Linked DNA regions of Oryctolagus cuniculus: region 1 is linked to region 2. The links are chromatin contacts, called in public Micro-C maps. All regions are on one chromosome and are shown on one strand. The core of a region is the stretch at or near the end of the contact, and the rest is flanking DNA. Distances in the headings are between cores, read along the strand shown. Region 1 holds the start of OSBPL8 (oxysterol binding protein like 8). Region 2 holds the start of BBS10 (Bardet-Biedl syndrome 10).

Region 1 (4,494 bases), core at 804-3,303, 200 kb before region 2:
GTTAGACTTAGTTTGTCAAGAATTTGCACAATCCTTGGCATACTATGACTGTTTTAAATGTGAATGTCATCTACAGGAATAAAAAGGTTGAGTATCATTCTTGTAAGAGCATGTAGCACAACTCCCTGTTCTTATCAGAACCTGAAATCCAGAAAGTAATTGATCCAGTCATACATCTAATTAGGTAAGCATGCAAAACAGGCCTCCTGGCTTCTAGTATTACTGCTTTTCACTCCAACAAATGATCAGATTTTCAAGTTAATATAAGAAATTGGAGGTGAGACAGGAGAGAATTAGGCAAGACAATTTGCCTCTTTTTCTAATCTTTAGCCTCAGTTCCTAAAAATAAAGGAAAAGTTCCCAAAGTAAAGGAAAAGTACCAGAGAAAGAGTCCAGATGGTATATTTTGCATGTTATCTACACTCCAGGAACATTCTTTCTCAAATCAGTTTGATTGCAACTCATATTAAATACAGTTTAAGTTCCAACGTAGGCCATACTCTCACCACCACCCCCCATACCTGAAACAAAAGTTTCATGAAGCAATTCTTGCCCTTACTAGATACTATGCATTGTTTCATCTTCTATATCATTCTAGCCCATCTCAATAAAACATAAAATTGATTTTTGAGTCACAATTTGAAAATCACTGCTTTACAAAATAGGAGACAGATTTCAATCTATGACACACTCCAAAGTTACGAGGTTTGCTGAAATAGTTTCACAGAATAATAAACTTCTCTCATATTTATCTGAAGAAAAGGTACAATCTCTCAGACTTGAACCGAACTTGTTTAGAATCTTTTCCCCATTGGAACATCAGTTCATTACCATATCCCCCAGATTCTAAGGCTCATTGTCTTTCACATATTAACATCTCTGAACTCAAGTTTTGTCTTAAAAGATCTGTGGCACTGCATAATTTAATTGGCAGTGTTTCTTTTCTTGGGTAACAAAAAAAATGGTGAGTCTTAAAAAATCTATGACTTTTTAGAACTGCTGTGAAATGTATTAAGAATAAAGAGTACATAGGCCAAATTCTACTGCTTATTCATTGGACAGTATACGGCTGAGCAGAACGCCATCTGACTTCTCGTCAAGTAAATGTATTGATATGAGAGTTGCTTAACCAAAATATCCAATAATTCTAGGCTAGAAAGAAAAACCAGTTAGGAACTGAGTTTATTACAGAAAGCTTTCTCATTTTTCTCGCCAGCAGGGTTTGAGTATGATTTTTCTGCTCTTTTGTGTCCCTTATTTCTGTATTGTTACTTTTTCTTTTGGGATTGGCACTTTTAGCATCTTAAGCTTTTCCTCTCATTAGTGATGTCGAGAGGGAGGGTTCCTTGGGTCATAGTTTCCAAAAACGAAGGCACAAGGTTAAACCCAAACCAAGAATTAGCCTTTATTTATTTTAAAAATGGAATGCAAATTCCTGTGAATGTGTTTACACTTCCACCAACCCACCACGCTGTAAAACTTAATGACTGTACCACTGGCACGAAGGATCCTGAACATGACTAGGAACGAAAATATGCTTGTGAGGCTATTTTCATCCCCAGCGCGACCGAAATACAGCAGTTTCCTCAAATATGAACACGTCTAATGGGGAAAACAATACTAAATGCCACAGTGAACGTGCTACTAGAAATAGGAACAAGCAGTTACTGCTTTCCAAGCCAGACATTCTATACCACGACGCCTTCCCCCACCCTTATTTGGCTAAAACTTTAATCCAGCCCAAGGCTGAGGAAGCCAATCTCCCCGCTCGGGCCTCAGAGGTGGGGGTCTTCACGGGGCCCTGATCTCCACAGGTTAGGAAGGGCCCAGTTCACCTGACTCAGAAGGCCTGGCCTTCACAGGTGAGTGGGCTCCGGGCGGACGGAGGTGGGGGTCCCAGGCCGAGTCACGCTGAGGGGGCCACTCACTCCGCCGGGGTAAAGCTCAGGCAGAACCTGCGGCTGACAGTTGCTCCCGCGCCCCCCGCCCCCGCGCCCCGTCACGTGACGGGAAGGGGGTGTGGCCGCAGCCCGCGAGCCGGGGGGCGGGGCCGCGAAGGGGAGGGCGCTAGAATGTGAAGGATCGTGGCGGCCCGGGGTGCCCAGAAAGGCGGCGACGCGGCCGATGACAACATTAGGCCGCGACGCGTTCCGGGCTGGGCGGCGGTGGTAGCGGCAGCCCGAGGGGCTGTAGCGTTGGTTTCAGCCTCCGCCGGAGCTGCCACCGACAGCAGGCAGACGGAGGGAAGGTGGGGGCCCACCCTGGCCGGAGGACAGCCGGGCCGGAGTTCCCGCCCTCCTCGCGGGCAGCGCCTCCACGGCAGCTAGACTGCGCCCTCAGCCCGGGCTCGCCCCCTTGCCGCCAGCGACAGCGGCCGAGAGAAGTTGGGGGTCCCACCGATCGCGTGCAGGGGCCCGGACCCCGGCGCCGCCCCGACCACCACCGAGGAACCGGCTCCCTGCGTCCCGCCTCTCCAAGGGCTCCACCTCGGTGAGTATCGCGCCAATCCCTGAGTTGGGGGGCGGCGGGTCGGCACCCGTCCAGGCGACTGCGCCCCGTTTCCCCCACGATCTGAGTGGAAGCTGACGGGGGCTCCGGGTCACCCCGCGCCGAGGAGTTCCGCTTTGGCTCCTTTGTCCCCTTGTTGAGTGGGGGATTGGAAAGACTGGCGGGGGTGGAGTGTTTTGGGGCCCACAGTAGGAGCGTCTGCAGTCCTACAAAGCCGCGGCGGGGGAAGCGGGGGTGGGGGGCGGTTCCAGCTTCCCGACCGCTGGGAGCGTCCGACCCTTGGCGAAGTTTGGCCGAGCAGCCGGCGGCGTCTCGCCGGAAGCCCCCCGCACCCAGGGGAGCTGGCGCTTTGTCGCCAGGCGCGGTGGAGGCGAGGCTCCCGTTTTCCTGTGACAGCCCCGGCGGAGGCTGTGCGGCTCACCGCAGACCGCACCCGCCCTTGCAGAGCCCAGTGACAGGGTGGTGTTCCTCTACACCTCGGTTTGTAATGTAGGAGGGAAGGCGAAGCCTTTGCTGTACTTTTGGATTTCATGTTTGTTTCTGAACGCTCTCTCAAGAGTGGGATCAGGTTGCAAGGAACCTCACATGGAGCGTGCTTTTGTTTCAGCGAGCCACCCACTCAAGAGTGGCTGCGTGGAAGCAACAGTATATACAGATTTTCCATTCACAAAAGTCATTGAACTCTCTTCGTGAGAGACATCTGCCTTGCAGAACACAACCTAATTTCATTTTATCTAAATGTTCTCTGAAATAATAGGTGACTTGGGCTCCTACTTGAACAGATAGGAAAACTGATGATATAAGCACATTTGCTTTAAGTGCATAATTTAATAAAGTTTTTGCCTTTCTTCTGCTGGAAGACTTAAATGACGTCTTAGTAGTATTAAAATGCCCTGTGTGTGGCAGTTTTTAAGATTAACTTCCCTTGAAACTTAGCCCAACTTAGTACCACTTCAGGTTTTTTCAGACTCATTGAAAACAATTTTTGCCTCTTTAGTGTTCCGGAAAGAGCAAGAATTTTGGAGCCACATGAGTGAATTGCAAGTTAGGTTTTCTGCATCACATAGAGTTTCATCTAAGCTTGGTTATGTTGAGACTGTGATCACTTTCTATGCTTGCCAGAACCTGTTAGGCTGTGCAGTTAATAAGGTCATGCTGTTTTTATAAAACAGGTTGGAGAACGAAGAGTAAAGCCATGCAATGTAAAATACGCTCTACTAAAAGTACAACTAATTTCAAAAATTTTTTACACCTTTTTTGTTTTGTTTTGATAGGAACAATGTCTGGAATGATTACAGCATGTCTTCAAATTGTTGAGAAAGAGAGTAGATGAAATATAAGAACCACCTTTTAGGTCTTTAATTATGGAGATTAAGTTGTGGTCAAATTCCATATGAACCGTTTGAGCCACAATGCTCAACACAGGTGCTTTTGGAAATGCTTGTTTAATTAAAAATGGTCATGATTTTTATTTCTCTTTCATTGAATTGTAATAGTTACTGAATCTCTGATCTGTGGAAAGTTGCTGCTGTATTTTTTCAGTTGGAATATTACTGCATTTTAGAGGCCAATATGTCCTCATACTTTCATGTCACTAATAATACATTTGGTAATGCAATATTTAGTTTCTTTATTCATTTTAAAGTTGAGAGCCATAAAATACACAGTTTTGAGATCAGTATCCAATTATAGGTAATGAAGTTATGTTTTAGTTTAAGAAAAGTGCTGAAAATGCTGATTTATAATACATGCGTTACAAAAGGATCTTTTTTCAAAAGGACTAATTCCAGGGTTTTAAACAGTGAATGCTCTTAGTATATTTCAACTTATTTGGTTCATAAATAGTCCTTCAAGAGCAGGTTACTTGAATTGAAGAGTGAAAAACAAAGTATTGATACTTCAATGTAGTTTTTAAATATTATACTGGAAAACTTTTATCCTAACAGTAATACATGAAGTATTACATTTTCATATTTATAATATTCA
Region 2 (4,972 bases), core at 1,732-4,231:
TTTGTCTATCTATTTCAAATATATTCTTACTCTCAGACATCATTGAAGTCGATTTGTCAGATTATTCTGAGTATTGTAAACAGTGCCTTTTCGATGGAATTCACACTGTTTGGGGTGTCAACTTGTGCCATATACACACACAATTTTGTGGAAGGCGGTTTTAACTTTTTGAAGACTAGCTTATCAAAATTTAAGAAAACACATATGTAAAATTCCATTTTTCCAATGGTTAGCATTTCTAGTAAGTGATGAGTAGGGTTTTTTGTTTGATACACAATGATGATGGCATTATCGATGAGCCATACATGAGACTGCTGATTATTCTGAATTATGTTAAATGTATAGAAATAAAATGCTAGCATTTATACAAATTTTCCAAGTTGAGCCAATGGAGGAAACCCCACAGAAATCAGTAAGTTTACATTTTGACTTTTATCATATTTGACTCAAGTGTAAAACAAAATTCTTTAAAATGTATAACCTGCCACTGTTATGTAATTTGGTTTGATTTTGTTCTACTTGTCTTATGAGTTTTGTATATTTAATTTACTTTTTGTTACTCTTAACTACCGTCTGGTTTTGTTACAGTTTTTAATTGCAGATGGATTGTTAAAATTGTATACGACCAGTGTCTTTTAATATGATTAACATCCTTAGAAAAGTCACAAGAAACCCATGACAAAATGAATGTGAATATACTTTCAAAAACATTTAGAAAATTTTATCTTTATGCCTTTATCATGTAAAATTGTTTTACATTACATTAAAATTTTTCATTTAAAGAAAAATGCCATGAAACATTTGAACTGATGAGCCGTAGAATTTCAGATTTTTTTTCACTTTTAGCATGATAAATATACATCTAAATTTAAATATTGATTAATGGCCATTTATAAATTCAAGCACTACCACTGGTCAGTTTTGTATGATATAATAAAAGTATGTTATCTGCAGTCTAAGCATAGCACACTGTCAAATTCTTTTCCTTAAGGTGCATAGTAAATATACAGAATAGTCATAGGCTACTGTTTTGTAACATACTACATTTCTAATCTGTTATTCCTAACCTGTTATAAATGTTTGCAGAGAGAAAAGAATTTTTCTAATTATCTGTCAAATTATGCTAAGTTCTACAAGTAGGCATTCTAAATAAAATTTTTAAAAAGAGCCAACTGTGATCAAATGACTTTTTAATATAATATATGGTGACAATTACTTAGTTTATTTTTTTTATTTTTTCCCTTTTTCGTGGAAATTGCTACAAAAGATGGAAAAAGGCTTGTAATCGAAAGGGATTTAACAGACTCCCTAATGTGTGCTTGCCTGATGCTTTATATTCATTCTTGTATCCTTGTAACAACCTTAAGATAAGTGTAATTTAGCCCAATTTTATTCATAAAGAATTTGAGGCTTGCAGAAGTTAAATGACTAAAAACTACACAGTAACAGCAACTTGTTACTAGTATAAAAGAAAGAACATACCTTTGAATCCATGTCTCCACGGTATACTTACATAGAACTGTGAATATGCCACTTCACTTCCTAAATGTTTGGAATAATCTACTGGTTGAATCCATAATGCAACCCCATAATAATGAACAGAACCAGGAAAAAAATCTTAATATTACAGATTTATATTAAATACATATGAAAAGGTTTTTTCCTCCCTAAATCACCTAGTAGTCCATAAGGAGTCAACATGAAATGATTTCCAAGAAGCCATTGCTTTGTAGTTTTCCTCCACCATTCTCCCTTCTCATTCTTGCTCTCCCTCAGGGTCCACTTACTGATTATCATTGGTTTATCTTATTGGGAGGAAGAAAAAGAAGGGCCTACAAGTTTCTCTTATCCTTTGCCTAGGAGTAAGGAGAACCCTCCAGTGTTCAACCTCAGTGAAACATCTGCAAGATCATCTTCTTTGAGTCTAATAGGTGTTGTGCTATTATGCAAAATTAATCCGATGCATCTTATACCCCTTTCTTGACGGAATAATGTGCCAGGGGAATGGTGATCTACCACAGTAATATGATGCTTGTATTATAAATATTTGCATATTATATACCTGTAACAATGTATTTTGTAAACATTCTCCACCTCTTCAAAACCTTGAGATTTTTTACTTTTATATATGTCACTCCATCTTTTCTAAGATGAGAAAAGCAAGAACCAAAGATACTTGCTGCCATAGATGAATAAATTCCAGAGCAAACTCGGGCCTGAATCCAAAGCCCATACTCCTAATTGTGTGTGCACGTGCGATTACTAATAGTACATACTTTTTGCCTTTGGACTGTGTCCAATAATTTTTAAAGCACTCTATTGATCATCACTGTGACAAATGTATTTAAGTCCAAACACCAAACACCGATCAACCCTGCTTAAAAAAAAATTAAAAAAAAAAAAAAAAAAAAAAAGCAAATTGTGGAGGCTGGAGTTTCATTGTAGTGCTGAACCAAGTAGATGTGTCAAAGCCGGCCGCGGAAGACAAAGCGTGCAACTCGTGGTCGTGGCCAGAATTTTTCCCATCGGTCTTGCATTCCGCAACTGCTTTCGTTCTGGGAAGGAAAGCAATTGATGGGGAGTGTGGAGTGAACACGCGTGTATCCGCGCAGTTTTAGCACGTAAAAAACAGCTTCCAGCGGGAGGTGGGAAAAACAGCTGGGTTCTACTGGGTTCTACTCGCTGTGCCCATTTGCTCCTTCACAGAGGCACGGTTCCTGGGAGTCGAAGGGATATCGGGGCGGGGGGATGTGACTGAAAGCGAACGTGTTCACGCAGTAGCTGGGAAAAGACTTAAAGAGTTCAGGTTATGGGAAAGATCCGGTGATTCTCCCTCTGCGCGGGCTATGAGCCTGAGAACACCTATTCGCAGACTGACGAGTATTACCGCCCACTGGTTTGAAAGGCAGCCTGCTCGTCCAACCAAGAAGCCGACCAGTGACAGCTTCCGGTGTTGGCTCGGACTGCCGGTTTCTTCCCCGCCTTTTCCGTTTCCTGCCGCTCCCAGTCCTGTTCGATGGGGCCCGCAAGCTGGTGACGTGAAGAGGCCCAGACCCCAGGTTCTATGGCAGCCGCTGGGTCTGTGAAGGCGGCGTTGCAGGTGGCCGAGGTGCTGGAAACCATTGTGAGCCGCTGCATGGGCCCCGAGGGGCGGCAGGTTTTGTGTACGAAGCCCACCGGCGAGGTGCTGCTCAGCCGGGACGGAGGCCGCCTCCTGCAGGCGCTACACTTAGAGCATCCCATAGCCAGGTACCCGCGTACCCTTCTAGCCTAAAACCGGGCACCCCAGGCAGCCTCCCTCAGCCTCTTGTCCCGACCTAAGGCTACGCATCTGGAAAAGCTGACCTCAGTTGAGACCAGGGTACTCGGTGTTGGAGCCTTTCCCAGGGACCCCTGACTTTTATCAACTCCCAAGAACATTTCGATTTCCTCTTCTCCCCACTCCACCCAGCCCTAGAAACTTGGAATAGAAGAAAGTAACTTGGAAAAGATAAAACTAAGAATGTATATTAAGGGGACTTTTTATTTATATCTGAAAAACTTGATGTCGGTATAGGAAGCCAACCGTGTGAAAATCTGAGTTGCTTTATTTCTTTTTATGCAGGGTAATAGTGGCATGTGTTTCCAGTCATCTCAAAAAAGCAGGAGATGGTGCTAAAACATTTATTGTCTTACTTTGCCATTTGCTCAGAGGACTTCATGCAATCACAGATAAAGAAAAAGGCGATTTGATGTCTGAAAATATGCAAACCCATGGAAAGCATTGGAAAAGTTGTTGTCAGTGGAAATGTATTTCCCAAGCTCTTCTGACATTTCAGACACATACATTAGACAGTATTATGGACCAGTACTTGAGTAGACACTTTCTGTCTATCTTTTCTTCATCTGCTAACGAGAGAACATTGTGCAGGAGCTCTTCAGAGTTGCTCTTAGAAGCATACTTTTGTGGAAGAGTGGGAAGAAATAATCACAAATTTATTTCACAGTTGATGTGTGACTACTTTTTCAAGTGTATGACTTGCAAAAGTGGAATTGAAATATTTGAATTAATGGATGACTATTTTGTAGAGTTGAATGTTGGGGTCACTGGCCCTCCTGTTTCAGATTCTAAGATCATAGCGGGGCTTTTGCTTCACAGAGATTTTTCTGTGTACTGTCCAGCAGATGGTGACATAAGAATAGTGATGGTAACAGAAGCCATTCAGCCTCCTTTTACAACTTCTGGATCAGAGTTTTTTCTGAATTCAGAAACACAGTTTCAGACTTCTCAATTTTGGATTATGGAAAGAACAAAAGCAATAATGAAACATTTAAATGGTCAAAATGTAAAATTGCTCCTGTCTAGTGTAAAACAACCAAATTCAGTTGTTTATTATGCAGCACTAAATGGCATATCAGTGGTGGAGTGTTTATCAGCAAAAGAAGTTTCCCTTATCCAGAGAATCACCGATCTTTCTCCATTTGTACCACAGGCCTCTTCACAGTATGACATTTCTAACACTGCTTTGGTGAAATTTTGTAAACCATTCATCCTTAGATCTAAAAGATATGTTCATCTTGGTTTGATTAGCACATGTGCGTTTATACCACACTGTATAGTTCTTTGTGGACCAGTGCAGGGTCTTATTGAGCAACATGAGAATGCTTTACATGGCGCATTTAAAATGCTCCGGCAGTTACATAAAGATCTTGATCTAAGTTATATTAGATATGCCAGTGACCAAAATGATACATTAAGTATCCCTGTTTCCAAAAATAGGAGAGAAAATGATCAGTTAGTAGAAACTGGAAATAAATCTATACAAAGACCATATCAGGACACAGTTGTAAAGGACAAAGATGATTTGGAAAAAACTCAAACATATTTAAAAGTATACTCAAATTTGGTTGTTTCAGATATAGAATTAGAAGCATATATTCCATGTTCAACACCAGAACTAACATCAGAAGATACATTCCAAATAGATGAAAC

What was found. A called contact is a pair of places that touch in the nucleus more often than the background predicts.
Region 1: a Micro-C map of ear pinna shows a contact between it and region 2, with 2.3 times the contacts expected there. The contact joins the promoter of OSBPL8 here to the promoter of BBS10 in region 2. A contact is called at or near these places in 2 of 6 Hi-C or Micro-C datasets (ear pinna and an unstated tissue).

What each region holds. Positions count from the first base shown.
Region 1 is chr11:79,030,374-79,034,867 of mOryCun1.1, reverse strand. It overlaps OSBPL8 (oxysterol binding protein like 8), which reads left to right and starts at 2,053. Exons shown (of 24, transcript XM_051846453.2): 1 at 2,053-2,490. LOC138844399 (a long non-coding RNA gene) reads right to left here and starts at 2,004. Exons shown (of 2, transcript XR_011380172.1): 1 at 1,836-2,004.
Region 2 is chr11:78,831,043-78,836,014 of mOryCun1.1, reverse strand. BBS10 (Bardet-Biedl syndrome 10) reads left to right here and starts at 2,981. Exons shown (of 2, transcript XM_008256823.4): 1 at 2,981-3,124; 2 at 3,605-4,972. The coding sequence starts at 3,732. OSBPL8 (oxysterol binding protein like 8) reads left to right here. Exons shown (of 24, transcript XM_051846453.2): 24 at 1-1,167.